2 separate regions of the Ovis aries genome follow, and region 2 is linked to region 1. The links are chromatin contacts, called in public Hi-C maps. All regions are on one chromosome and are shown on one strand. The core of a region is the stretch at or near the end of the contact, and the rest is flanking DNA. Distances in the headings are between cores, read along the strand shown.

Region 1 (6,745 bases), core at 151-2,650:
GCATTTCTTTTTCTTGGGGATGGTCTTGATCCCTGTCTCCTGTACAATGTCATGAACCTCCGTCCATAGCTCTTCAGGCGCTCTGTCTATCAGATCTAATCCCTTGAATCTATTTTTCACTTCCACTATATAATCATAAGGCATTTGAGTTAGGTCATACCTGTTCATGGGGTCGCAAAGAGTGGAACAGGACTGAAGTGATTTGGCACATAGCACGTTTCCCCCTGGGTGCTAGGCTGCTTGTGTCCACCAGGGGGCAGAGAGAAGCCAGACATCCGGACACAGGCTCCATGTTTGCCTGAACTTCAGCCTTTCTTTCTGGTGAGAGATCCTGGTGTCAGGGACCTGACCCCCTGTTTCTCATGTTACGATAGGATAAACTGGGTGAGGGAGGGATAGTGACCGACCCAGGTGGCAGAGCCAGTTAGGAGCACAAGAGGGACCAGAACCAGGCGCTGCCTGGGAGAAGGCTTCTCTCAGTGGTGTTGGGAGCTTTTTCTAGGGAACCTCTCCTGAGTCCTTGCCCTGCTGTCTAGAGCTGGTTCAGGCCCATGAAGAGTGACCACCTCTGGAATGGCCTTCCTTCATCCAGCCCAGGGAATATCCAGGTCAGGGGAACAGGGTTTGGCCTGGGAATCAGGGGCCGAGGGTCATGGTCGGGGACTTTCCTCCCAGGCCTCGTTGCTCTGCATAAGACACTGCAGCTTGGATCTGCACACAGAGAAACAAGAAGCAAGTGGGGGTTGAAGTCCAGCTCCACGCCCTGCTCCACTTGGCACAGCTGGGGGCCCTGGAGGAAGGCTGGGTCCACCTGGAGAAAGCAGCTTCCTTTTCTGAACCATCAGAAGCACCACTCGGGCTTCAGCGGCCCGGATGACAGCAGTCACTAGGGCACGGGGTGGGGAAAGGTGCTCTGCTGGCTAGGGCTGGGAGCTGGACCTGGGGCTCCGGGGTTTTCTGAACGAAAGAGCTGTGGTGAGGTGGTCTCTTGCCCAGATTCATGCTCCTGAAATCTTGCTCACAGGAAGGAGGGGAGAAAGGAGAAGGAATGGGCCATCGGCCGGCTACCCCTCAGGAGGCTGGACCTCCCCTCTGAGGAGCTTCCAGCTTTGCCCAAGATATGTCCCCCAAGAACCATGCCACTACCCTGAGGGGGGTGTCCAGAGTCCTCTACCTTTCACTCTCCTGGGACCCTCTGAAGACACCCTGGGGCAGAGTGGCAGTAACTGGAAGTCCAGGCAGCCCCGAAGGGCCCCTGGGTGGAAATGGGGTGAGAGGAAGAGCTCCCCATGGGATGCCCACTGCAGAGAGCCAGGCAGGTATTCCCGGCTGGGCCTCCTGAGGCCATGTAAGGACCTGGCCTGGGCTGGCCCGGAGGTCAGATTCCTCAGCCTGGGCGCTGCAGGCACAGGAGAGGCGGCCAGTCGTGGCGGGAGGATTCCTTTGTTCCAGGTATTTTCTCAACGGTGGGGCCGGGCTGCCTGCCAGGTGCCAGGGCGTGGCTCTGGCCTCCCGCGCACAAGCAGTTTTGCCGCCAAGCCCTGGCCTGGCAGCTCCTTCCCGCGCTTTCTCTGCCAGGCCCGGCAAAGGAGAGGCAGGGCCTGGGGGGCAGACAGAGCGGTCTGGACTCTCGGCCCCACCCAGCATCATTTAGGACTCAGGGTTCCTGGTGGTGGTTAGCATTTAGAACGAAATTCTTCCAAGAGAATGCATTAAAGATGTCTAAAAATACAAACTTCAGCTCAACAAAATATGGTAAAAGTGCAATGTTGGGCGTGGGCTCTGCCTGGATGTGAGTGAATCCCAGCTCCACCACCTCCTAGCTGTGTGAGCAGGGCAGTTACTCCCCCTTTGTGCCTCAGTCTCCACATCTGAGAATGAGAGAGGACAGTGCTACCTACCTCAGAGAAATGTTATGAGGATTTAGCAAGTTATTACATGTAAAGCTCTCAGACCAAAGTGTGGGGCAGGGTACGAGGTGTGGAAGTGTTTACTGAGAGCGTGATGGGGCATCAGTGAGGTAAATGTTAGCCCAGACTCTTGGCTGCACAGAACAGAAACCGCTCAGCCAAGCTGAATAAAACAGAAGAATTTAATACAAGTCTTCAGAGATGTCTCAAGGAACCCAAGGGTAGCAGGCAGCCAGGCCTCAAGGGAACAAGGTCAGGATCCTTAAAGCCATGGGGCAGGGGACGTCCCTGGTGGTCCAGTGGTTAAGAACCACCTTGCAATGCAGGTGATGTGGGTTCGATCCCTGGTTGAGGAACTAAGATCCCATACGCAGTGGGGCAACTAATCCCGCGCGCGACAGCTACCAAGTCTGTGCACTTCCATGAAAGATCCTGCATGACTGAACAAAGAGCCCGTATGCCACAATTAAGACCCAAAGGAGCTAAATAAATAAATAAATATTGGGGGGGAGGGGTGTGGTGGGGGAAACATGGAGAGGAGAGCAAGCTTCTCTTCCTCTCTGGGCCTCACTGTCTACTTCCTAAAACACATGGCCAAACGTGACCAGCTCTCGGTTCTCGGGGCAGATGAGCTCAGAAATGGACTGGCGTATCTGAAGCCCAACAGCAAAAGCAGGGCAGGGAGAACCCATATCCTAGTCTGGGTCGTGCACACAGAGCCCAGCAGCTGCAGCCAGGCCCAGAGACGGCAGCACAGGCGGGCTGACGCCCCCCAGAGCACCCACCTGCCCCCGTTGTGCTCCGGAGCAGGGAGCATGAGAAACCTGGGCCGCGGTCCTGGTACAGCCTCGGGAAATCACTATGTCTCTGGACCCCTTTCCTCTTCCACCCTCTTTTATCTCAGCGCTTGGGTTGTACTATAATGATGTGCTTGTGGATCCGTCTTCCTCGCTAGGCTGTGATTTTCATTCATTCTTTCAACATAATAAACGTCTACCAAGCACCACCCATGTGTTACGGGTACAGTGATGACTCCAACTCAGCTCTTGCTCCTCCCCAGGGGCTCTCTCTGGCTTGGCGTGTAGCCATGGGAAATAGGTCACAGCCTTAGTGTCTGTTCTGAAGACTGTCCTACACCTCTGATACTCAGTGACAGGATCCCACCCTTTTCATTTTATGAGGCTTATAAGGTTCCTGAGCTGCTATGGAAAATGAGTGTCCACAGGAAATGGGTCGGTTGGGGCATGGCATGGGTGGGCCCCAACCTCCTGCTGGGTGATTGATTCCAGGGCAACAGCAGGCAGCCGTTAAGAGAAGGACTTCACCGGCAAGTGAGGAGCAGAACGGGGATTGTGTTCCTCAGCACGGGTGATGGCAGGGCGGATGCAGAGCGCCATGGATGGTGACCGACGTGGGCTTGACTGTCCCAGCACAGCCTGACCCAGCTGCTGGGCAGCCTCTTGACACTGACTGTGCTCCTCTCCAAGGGGCTGCCAAAGAGTTCAGTGGCTAAACAACAACTGCCGATGAACAATGTTGTGATGGTTTCAGGTGGACAGCCAAGGGACGCAGCCATGCATATATATGTATCCATTTCCCCCCAAACTCCTCATATCCCTCTTTGGACTGGGTGGCAGACTTAGGCCAGATGGCAGAGGCAAACCTGACTCCTCCCAAGAGGTGCCCAGTGTGTCATCTCTGGTGGCACAGGGAGCCTCACAGCCTCCAGGGCCTTGCAGGGCAGCGCACAGGACAGAAGTCCAAGTAGGTGAGCTCTGGCGCCACACCTGCTTGAGCTCTGACGGATGCACTGGCCCACTGGAGACACAGTGTAATGCCTGAGCCGGTGCACCTCGGGGCAGCTGGGGACAGAACCACAGTGTTTCTGACAGGGACAAAAATAACTCAGTGGAGTTTCCCATGAGTTAAACCAAACATTCAAACTCTGAATACAAAGTGCATAAGGGTGAAAGTCACATATCATAAAAACACAGCAAACACCAAAGCCGGCTCTTCCTGCAAAACAAGTGGGAGCCGAGGCCTGGGAGCAGATGAGATCACTGAGATCATTCGGGGAGGGCTTGTGGCCCTGGAGGAGAGGAGGTCCAGCGAAACCAGCTTCCACAGGGGATGCAAAAGGGGGCGGGGGGCAGGGAGCCCTGACGGCCTCCGCTTGTATCTTCAGGGCTGACATCAGTGGGAAGTCCACAGATGCTTGATGACTGGCTTGATTTGTGTTTTATCTTCTGTAGACTATAGAAAGGGAAGAAAGAGTATATGGGGAAATACGTGTACCAATAAAAACAACACGAAACCAAATACATACTTATTTTTCAGATAACTAAATTAAGTATGTGTGAAACTGGATTTCACTCAGAGAGGGCTTAAACTGTAAACAAGATGAATACAAATTATCTCAGAATAATACCAGACTGTAAAGAATTTGCCTGCGCTGCAGGAGACCCAGGTTTGATCCCTGGGTCGGGAAGATCCCCTGGAGAAGGGCATGCATGGTAACCCGCTCCAGTATTCTTGCCTGGAGAATCCCATGGACAGAGGGGCCTGGTGGGCTACAGTCCATGGGATCACAAAGATTCGGACATGACTGAGCGAGTGACACTTTCACTTACTTTCACTAGTGAATCAAGTGAGTGCAAATTCAATTGCCTTAAGACAACGTTATAGGACTATACAACTAGGGGGGAAAAAAAGGGTAAGGAAGCCCGAAATTGGTGAGGCCGTGGGGAACAAGGGCCCCACCAGCTGCAGGTGAGAAGAGCATCATAGCCACCTGGACAGCAGCAATAACAGGGTGCACACCCTGGAGCAGGGCTCCTTGAACTGCACTTTAAAGAAATTCACATAAGCAAAACTGGGAGTTTTCAAAAGGAAATGGAGGTGTCCAGGAACCCCAGGAAGCCCCTGAGGCCTGGGAGGGTCAGAAACCAGGAAGTGGGTGAGAAGCCTGCAGTAAGCTCTCTCTCCTAGTCTGGGCCTCCCTGGCACATCTGCTTTTTTTCCTCTTTCTCTGCAGATCTTTTTTGCCATGCACCCATTCATACAACCAATATTTATTTTGTGTATGTGCTCAAACATTACATTTCCTTGTTTGATATACTCAGCAAAGCCTGAGTTGTAATTTGAAATCCTCGGGAGGAGGAGTCTCATTGGCTCAGCCTACACTTGTCTAATCAGCTAGGTAGGGTTTCTTATCTCACAGTGGGCTGGACTCTCTGATTCCTTTTTCCACAGAAAGATGTCTACGTAAAAGTGATCTCTAATTTACAAGATCACATCTAATCATGAATGGGATTAGATAAACTGGAGAGGGGATGTCCCAAGGCAGGGAGGCAGGTAACATTAACCATTAACCCACTCAAACTTCTGAACTGCAGGCTTCCAGCCAGAACATCTTTTTCCTGCTTCCACATTCCCTGTCCTTAGAGTCCATGTTCCACCCAGCAGCCAAACTGATCTTTTAACTTGCAAATCAGATTATATTCTTCCACTGCTAAAATCAAACAGAAGAAATAAGACAAACCAAAAAGACCTCTTCAATGCTTTCCAGTGGCAATTAGAATTAGGCATGGCCCACAGCATTCCGCACTCAGGTGGTGTCATCCCTCAGAGGGTCTTCCCTGACTGTCCCACCTGAACTAGTCACACCTCCCTCAACACAAATTCTCTCCAGGCTCAACCTGAATGTCCAGTTCCATACAGTACCTCCCATTAGGATTCTCTGCAGACAGGTCAATCTCAAGTTCCAAAGGGAACTTGTCCGATGCCTCCATCCAATCCTCGGGCATTCTCTTCCTCCAGTGCTCTCCGTATTGGCCAAAGGACCCTTTTTACTGCCTCATCACCAGCATTTAACCAGTCATCAAGTCCTGTCAATTCTACCTGGTAAATACTGACACTAGAACCATCCCCCTGCCTCTATTGCCTCTAGCTGCCTCCAACCAGTTCAGAGTGATTTCTCCAGTAAACCCACTGAGGTCGTTATCTTGGAGTTAATGGTTCACATGGCCCTCTATGACCTAAAGCCTACAGACCTCGCCAGCCTTTCTCCTAACATTCCCCTATCTGACTCACTCCTGTCAATTTTTCTGGTGTTTGCTTAGATGTCATTTCTTCAGAAAGTCTCCCCAGGCTCCTCTGAACTGGGTCAGGTACAATCATCTCTCTTACAGACAGCATTTACCACATTCACTGAAACAGCCTGAAAGACTTGAACTTCTTTGAAGATAAGAATTGTCCTGTTCACTGATACATCTATAGTACCTAAATGGGGAATAGTTATGACCAACCTAGATAGTATATTCAAAAGCAGAGACATTACTTTGCCAACTAAGGTCTGTCTAGTCAAGGCTGTGGTTTTTCCTGTGGTCATGTATGGATGTGAGAGTTGGACTGTGAAGAAGGCTGAGCGCCAAAGAATTGATGCTTTTGAACTGTGGTGTTGGAGAAGACTCTTGAGAGTCCCTTGGACTGCAAGGAGATCCAACCAGTCCATTCTGAAGGAGATCAGCCCTGGGATTTCTTTGGAAGGAATGATGCTAAAGCTGAAACTCCAGTACTTTGGCCACCTCATGCGAAGAGTTGACTCATTGGAAAAGACTGTGATGCTGGGAGGGATTGGGGGCAGGAGGAGAAGGGGACGACCGAGGATGAGATGGCTGGATGGCATCACCGACTCGATGGATGCGAGTCTGAGTGAACTCTGGGAGTTGGTGATGGACAGGGAGGCCTGGCGTGCTGCGATTCATGGGGTCGCAGAGTCAGACATGACTAAGCGACTAAACTGAACTGAACTGAAGCACCCATTAAGTCTGTCA
Region 2 (7,025 bases), core at 2,724-5,223, 79 kb after region 1:
AGAGCTGCCCTTTGTTCCAGCCCAGCACAGCCTGCACTTGGGAATTGTTACTTTTCACAAGTTATAAATCCTATTATTCCCCCACCTCTCTATTCTTCCATCCCTTTCAGCAGAAGAGTCAGAGAAGGGAGGGCTACAACCCATCCCTCCTCACCCACAGAGGGGAGGGAAAGGGTTTCCCTTAGGAGCATTTTGCTCCTGGGTTCAGTGGGTTTCTAAAGTCATCCATCATTTATAGGTCGCCTGCCCCACCCACTTCCCTGGACCAGAAGAGGATTGGATTTGTAATCACAGGTCAGCAGAAGCCGCAGGAACTTCACAGAGGTACAAAAGACCATTTCCAAGCTACTTGTGCTAGGGGGTCAGGAGTTGGGGGGCAGGAATTGAGCGGCAAGGGAGTCTTGATACAGGGGCCAAAACACTAGCAACACCTGGACATGCCTCTATCATTCCCTTACTCCAAGATCTCTTAGCTTACCCCAACCAGGAGAGGGACAATTAGGGGAGAACGTTACTGCTCCGCACTGTTTTGCAGCCCCCACAGAGAAGGCCACCTTTATGCATTTCAGCCTGACAACAGAAGAGCTCAGTTCTCAGCCTCTTTCGCAAATCACGAAGCTTGAGCCCCTTTGTCAGGAAGGCTTCCATTGTGTGGACAATCGCATTATTTCTCCATTAATAAAACCTGACCATTCAGCCCTCCTGGCCCCGAGACCTGTGATTGGCTGGCTGAGCGGAGTTTGGAATGCGGTCTTACTCAGCCCCGAGCCCCTATTGGCTGAGCTTTGCCGTCAGTCACTCTCCCCACCCCCCTCATTGTTTGCAATCTGTTGCATTTTGTTCTGGGCCATGTGGCCTGTGAGTGAACCAGGAGCTTGCAAACAGGTTCAGGGTAAAGGGCAGGTTAGAAAATGATACAGGAGACTTCCCCACATCCCAAACCTTTAATACTTCAGGGTTAAGCCCCATAGCTGGGGAAGGTTCTGCCTAAGAAAAAAATAATGTGAGACACCATTCTCCTTTTCAGAGAGCATGTCTAACTCTACCCAGACAAGGACATGTCCTCAGCTGGATGATCAGGTCAAACTCGCTAACATGCAAAGGGAGAAACTGAGAGCCAGGTCAGCCAAGTCCACACAGCACCTTTATAACATTCTGGATCTAAAACTAAGATCTCCAGATTCCCGAAACAATGCACTTTCCACTCTACCATATCAGCTTTTGTAGAGATACATCTTTATTGGTTTCTTGATCTCAAAGTTCCCATTCCAGCCATTAAACAAACAGAAGGCCTTGGTGTAAAGAGCAGGCAGGTTAAAAATGACCTTAACATAGTGAACCAGAAAAAAAATTTTTTTGACTTTTCATTGTGTTTCCTTCCTTATGTTCACCCTTAAGTGTATGAGAACCTCCATACCCATTCCCCAGTTCCCTCTAAACGGTCATGTAAATTATTCTTTTTTTAATTATTCTTAAAAGCTACTTGAGTTTTCAGTCCTGATTTATCTGACAGAAGCCTCAGTGTGCAAACTATAAAACACCCTCCCCAGTATTTCTCATGGGCACCTCGAAGAAGAGGTTAGGCTAAGAACGACACAGTCTGGTGGCACAGATGCAGCAGGCTGTGCTCAGTGAGATGTACACTTGCATTCAAGGATGGGGAAGGGGAGCCTGGAGCTCCATATCTGTGACCCCCAGCACTAACCCCAGAGCTTAGCACAAAGTAGAGGCCAGTGAACATTTGTTGAATACAAATGAAGCAGCTGAAAGCCCTCAGATGAACTGTTCCTAGAGGAACACCTCACCACAGGCCAGAGCAAAATGGCAAGATGTACCACTTCTCAGATAAGATAACCAGTAAGTTCCTCTAAACATCAGAGAAGTGCCTGGTTGGGATGGAGGATTGAGCAAAAGAAGCTGGCTGGATGGCAGGAAGCTGGCGTTCACTTCTGGCGATTTCCTATTTCTAAGCCTCGGTTTTTCCATCTGTTAATGGGGAGCAGTCATTCCTCCATTACTGTCTCAGGGGTGATGTGAGGATGAATACGTGGTAAGAGGTGGGGATGGGGGAGGAGCCATTATTGTCATTTTAAAATAAAGCAGGCAGGAGACCAGGTTTTTTAAAGGATGAAGGCTTTGGCTTTGCACAAAAGGCTTCTCAGCTTCTCTCCCCAGGGGAGTGAGTTTCCCAGAGAAAGAGACAGCAACAAAAAAATTCAAGTCTGGAGTGACCCTTAAGGGACCCTTTCCAGCCTTCGGAGGGCATAAATCCCCTGTGGTCCAATCCCTGTATTGTTCTCCCTAAGTGCCAAGCCTCACCCTGTCTCCCTTGTCCCCTGGGGCTCCAATCATCATCAAAGGGACGCTGGCTCCCACGCCACTTCTTCAAACTGTTTACTAACACTCCCACGTGCCAGACAGACACCGCTGGAGGCTACACCGGCAGCTTCAGCCAGAGGAAGAGGGAGGTGGCGGAAGGGCTTGCGCAGACCCAGTGCCTGACCTCAGCGGCAGAGGTTTGGCCACCCATGGGGTGCCCCCTCTTGGATGACCCGGGGCGGTCCTTACCCGAGTCGCTTGGGCTCTCGGACCCCGAGCAGGCCTGGGTCTTGGGCTCGCCCAGCGGACAGGGGGCAGCGGGCGCCGGGTTGCCGGCTTCGAGGCTGGGAGCGCAGTCCGGGGCGGCGGGCGCCTTGGGCGGGTTCCCCCGGGGCGCGCCAGCGACAAGCCGGTCGCTCACCGCTCTCTCCAGCCGTTCCCGGGCCGAAAAGCCGCTCCACATACAGTCTCGGCGGATGATGGAAGCGTAGTTCCTGCCCCAAGCTTTCGAGTGACCCCGGGATTCTGCATCGTCCCCGGCGCCTCCTCCGGGCCACGGCTCCGGAGGACCAATTCCGGGGCCCGCGTCTCCGTCGCCGGGACCGGAGCTCCAGGGCGGCGACGTGGGGGGCGACGGCACCAGCTCGAATTTCTTCCAGATGTCCTCGCTGGGCGCCGTGGAGCGGTAGAAATCCTCTCCGCAGTCATAGTCGTAGAAATAGTGCTGGTACGAGTCGAAGTCCATGTCCGCTCCCTGCGGGAGGGAAGGGGGATGTGCTGACCCAGGTGCGGGCCCAGGGAGGGAAGCGTCCCCCGGCCCCCCAGTAGAGCTGGCTGCCAGGCTCTCGTACGTCTCCAACCTCACGGCTTGGAGCCCGCGCCCTTCCCTAGCGTCCCGGGCAGCCCGGACCCAGGTCAGCGTGCCTGGGGAAGCTGCTCACAGCGCGCGGACTAGGCTGCAGGGAGCGAGTTCAAAGCAAACTTTGCCAGCGCCGCCCGGAGCGCAGCTCCGAGGGCCCGGCCGGGTCGGGCGGGGGCGCGCTGTGCCCAGAAGGCAGCCTGCAGCCTGTCCCCCGGAACCCGCGCCCGTTCCCAGGCTGCCCGCAGCCTCACCTCGCTCCCGCCACCGGCCACCTGGAGCGGACCGGCTCCCCGCCCGCTCGGGGCAGCGAAGCAGCCCGCACACTTGCACATGCGCGCCACCGAGTGCGAGGCCCGCACACAAGCGCTAGCCTCCCAGCGCGCGCTCCCGCCCTCGCTCGCGCACGGCGGCCCGGACGCTCCCGGGAGCGGCGCGGGAGCGCGAGGTGCAGGCGCATTGTTTCCAAGCGGCCTTATATCTCGTCGCGCGCCCGCGGCTCAGGGACAGGGGGCGGGCCCTACGGGACCAGCCCCGCCCACGCCCCGCCTCCTCGGTCGACAGGTGGGGGCTGTGGAGTCCCAGGCCCACCAAATGAACTGCACAGTGCGGAGCGCGGAGCTGGCGGCGGGCTGATGCGGCCCGGCGGTCGATCGGTGGGGTCGTAACTCTTTAGAGAGGCTCGGGAGGTCCTCCGGAGGCTGAGCGAGAACGGAGCTCCTTGCATACTCTGGGTTCAGGAAAACTACTCCTTGCTCCGCGAGCCTACTTCCCCGAGCTCGCCCCGTTTAGTTTTGGTACGTCTGGCCCGCGAGAGGTGAGGTGGTAGGGGGCAGCCGCACCTCGACCGCGCCACCTGCTGGTCCTCAGCCTTAAACCCCAGCCCGGTCCCCGGCACTGTCTTCCTCACCCTTTGGCCCCGCTTCATCAGCTTGGTGTTCCCAAACCTGGACGGACCTCAGCGAAGCAAGGTGGTGAAGATTCCGGAGCCTGAAATTGAAACTTTCTGAGCTTCAGTCTCATCTATAAAATGAAGGGATGGTAATACCTCACAGAACTGTTGTGAGGGTTTAAGAAGACAGTATCTAGGGAAGGGAACTAGGCCAGGAGAGGCAAGCAGAACAAATTTAGCTCCTGGTGTGGGTGATAAGGAGAATTTTCCCCCAAGAACAGATCAAGGCGATTCCCCTCCCTCAAACCACACACAAAACATTCTGTATCAGCTGTCCTAATACAGGAAAGAATGGGAGTTTGGAGTCTGGAAACTTCATTCAAGCCTTTGTTTTGCTACTTGCTAGCTCTACAGTCAAGCCCTTTTAAGCCTCCATTTACTTATCTGTAAAATGAGAATCTGGATTGTAGCTGTATCTCTGGCCAAGATGATGGACATATAAACCTTGTATCCTCTTCTACACAGACTTCCTTCAGTAGAAGAGGAAAAGCTAAACTATGGGGTATTCTATTCAGACCAAGGAAAGTAACCTGGGATAGCAGCCAATACATCTAGAATGCTCTAACTGGCCTTCAAGGTCTGGTCTACAAGCAGCAGCCGGATTACTGCTGTCTTTCTCTCCCACCGCTGTGGTCTAAGAACACCAAACTACTCACTGATGAAACCCCAGCAGAGGGATGTGAGATGTGCAAGCAGCTCAGTGTGGCTGGAGCATGAGACACTAAACACGAGTTGATATACAAGTTGGCAGAAAAGGAAAGAAAGATGACAGCCTCTGTTTTGCATATGTTAGCTTGAAGGTGCATGTGGACATCTCTGAAGGCAGCAACTAGTTCTTACTAGCTTTGCAATTTAAGTACATAGAACAGCTTGTGACTGAACTTACTAAGTGACTCAGCCAACCAGATTTTATTGAGAGAGCCTGTGTGTCCTGCTTTGTGCTGAATGGAAGGCACAGATCAGAGAGGTTCCAGGTTGGTTGCAGCCCTGAGGCAGAGGGGTTGGAATTGTCTTTGGGGAACTTGTTCTCTGGTCTACAGATATCTGAAATGGTTGCTATACTAGTCGGAGTTCTTGGTTACAAACGACAGATACATTTAAGCAGAAAATCATTTTACTGGGAAGATTTGGGGCATAGAATCCATGGGAGGCTTGGGAATATGTGCTTGAGAAATGGATCTTCTTTCTCTGTCAAGATGAGATTCATTACTCAACAGCCCCTCCCCATGGTTCATTGTAGTAGGTGATTTCTGGAGACAACCAGGATGTGTCCTCACCTCAAGAACTAGAATAAAGTAAATTAAGTTGTCTTCTGAGAGTTAGACTGCTCCTTCACAGGCATACTTTGTTTTCCTCACCAGACTGTAAGCTCACTGAGGGCTAGGTCAGATGTCAGCCTTGTTGACTGCTGCAACTCCAGAGTTTAGAACAGAGCCTGACACGTCGGAGGTGCTTCATAAATGTGTTGCCTGTTTGGAGACAAGTCTCTAATGCTTTAATGTAGAAATGTGCCAGTCTACCTACTGGAGACAGAATCACTGTCAGGCTCAGTCTAGACTGTAACCTGAATAAAGGTATTGATACAACTAAAGAGAAGGAGGTGCTAGTAAGAAGGAGTCTGGACAGTCAACAAAACAGAGATCAAGAAGCAATCACCAGAGTGTCATCCTAGCCCTGTCTGGGGACAAAGATGCTGGTCCAGGAACAAGGGAGATGGAAACATCATTCTTTGAAACAGCCCAATTCACCGCCCCCTCCCCACTTCACTTATGATCTGGATCACCAAGCAACCTGCTGAAAACCACTGTTCCCTATGTAGATCCGCCCACAGGGAGAGAATGCACTCATCAGTGAACAAGAAGATCCAGTCTGCTTCAAAGCCCTGCTTCCCCTTATAACTTAATGAATTGGCATCTGATTTGAAATATTACTCTCCTGAGCCTGGTTAATGTGCGTCTGTTCTGCAGAGATGCTGCTGCTTTTAGGGCTAACAGCTCTGGCTTCTGAGTGATGTCTGGACCTAGGATGATGATGAATTCATGAATTCAAAAACTGAAAAAATTCAGTTTTTCTGCAATTTTAAATTTTATTTCCTTTTTTAGAAACAATTATGTTATGTTATTTAATTATTTGACTGTTTTGGTGCCTGGTTTCAGCGCACAAACTCTCTTGTGGCTCATGGACTTAGTTCCTCTGAGACACCTGAGATCTTAGTTCTCTGATCAGGAATTGAACATGCTTCCCCTGCATTGCAAGGCAGATTCTTAACCACTGGACCACCAGGGAAGTTCCTCCTTTGCTTTACTGAAAACATATTTTGAATAAAAAAATACATGTAAATCATTTTTCAAAATCAACTAAATGTTCAGTTCATTTCAGTCACTCAGTCGTGTCTGACTCTTTGTGACCCCATGAACCACAGTATGCCAGGCCTTCCTGTCCATCACCAACTCCCAGAGTTCACCCAAACCGGTGTCCATTGAGTTGGTGACGCCATTCAACTATCTCATCCTCTGTTGTTCCCTTCTCCTCCTGCCCTCAATCTTTCTCAGCATCAGGGTCTTTTCCAATGAGTCAGCTCTTCACATCAGGTAGCGAAAGTATTGGAGTTTCAGCTTCAACATCAGTCCTTCCAATGAACACCCAGGACTGATCTCCTTCAGGATGGACTGGTTGGATCTCCTTGCAGTCCAAGGGACTCTCAAGAGTCTTCTCCAACACCACAGTTCAAAAGCATCAATTCTTTGGCGCTCAGCTTTCTTTACAGTCCAACTCTCACATCCATACATGACTACTGGAAAAATCATAGCCTTGACTAGGTGGACCTTTGTTGGCAAAAGTAAGGTCTCTGCTTTTTAATATGCTGTCCAGGTTAGTCATAACTTTCCTTCCAAG

The links. A called contact is a pair of places that touch in the nucleus more often than the background predicts.
Region 2: a contact with region 1 is called in a Hi-C map of liver, with 6 times the contacts expected there. The contact joins the promoter of MYCL here to the enhancer-like site in region 1. A contact is called at or near these places in 12 of 16 Hi-C or Micro-C datasets (blood, hypothalamus, liver and 5 more).

The regions. Positions count from the first base shown.
Region 1 is chr1:14,448,206-14,454,950 of ARS-UI_Ramb_v3.0, forward strand. No RefSeq gene overlaps it. Among named protein-coding and RNA genes, the nearest start is that of BMP8B, 26 kb to the left of the region's middle. Within about 2 kb of position 1,401, at least 12 of the 54 cell types and tissues checked have an H3K27ac peak or open chromatin away from gene starts, as enhancers often do. A contact at or near this core is called in liver, where this site is marked.
Region 2 is chr1:14,524,335-14,531,359 of ARS-UI_Ramb_v3.0, forward strand. MYCL (MYCL proto-oncogene, bHLH transcription factor) reads right to left here and starts at 3,974. Exons shown (of 3, transcript XM_042246096.2): 1 at 3,770-3,974; 2 at 2,569-3,073. The coding sequence starts at 3,064.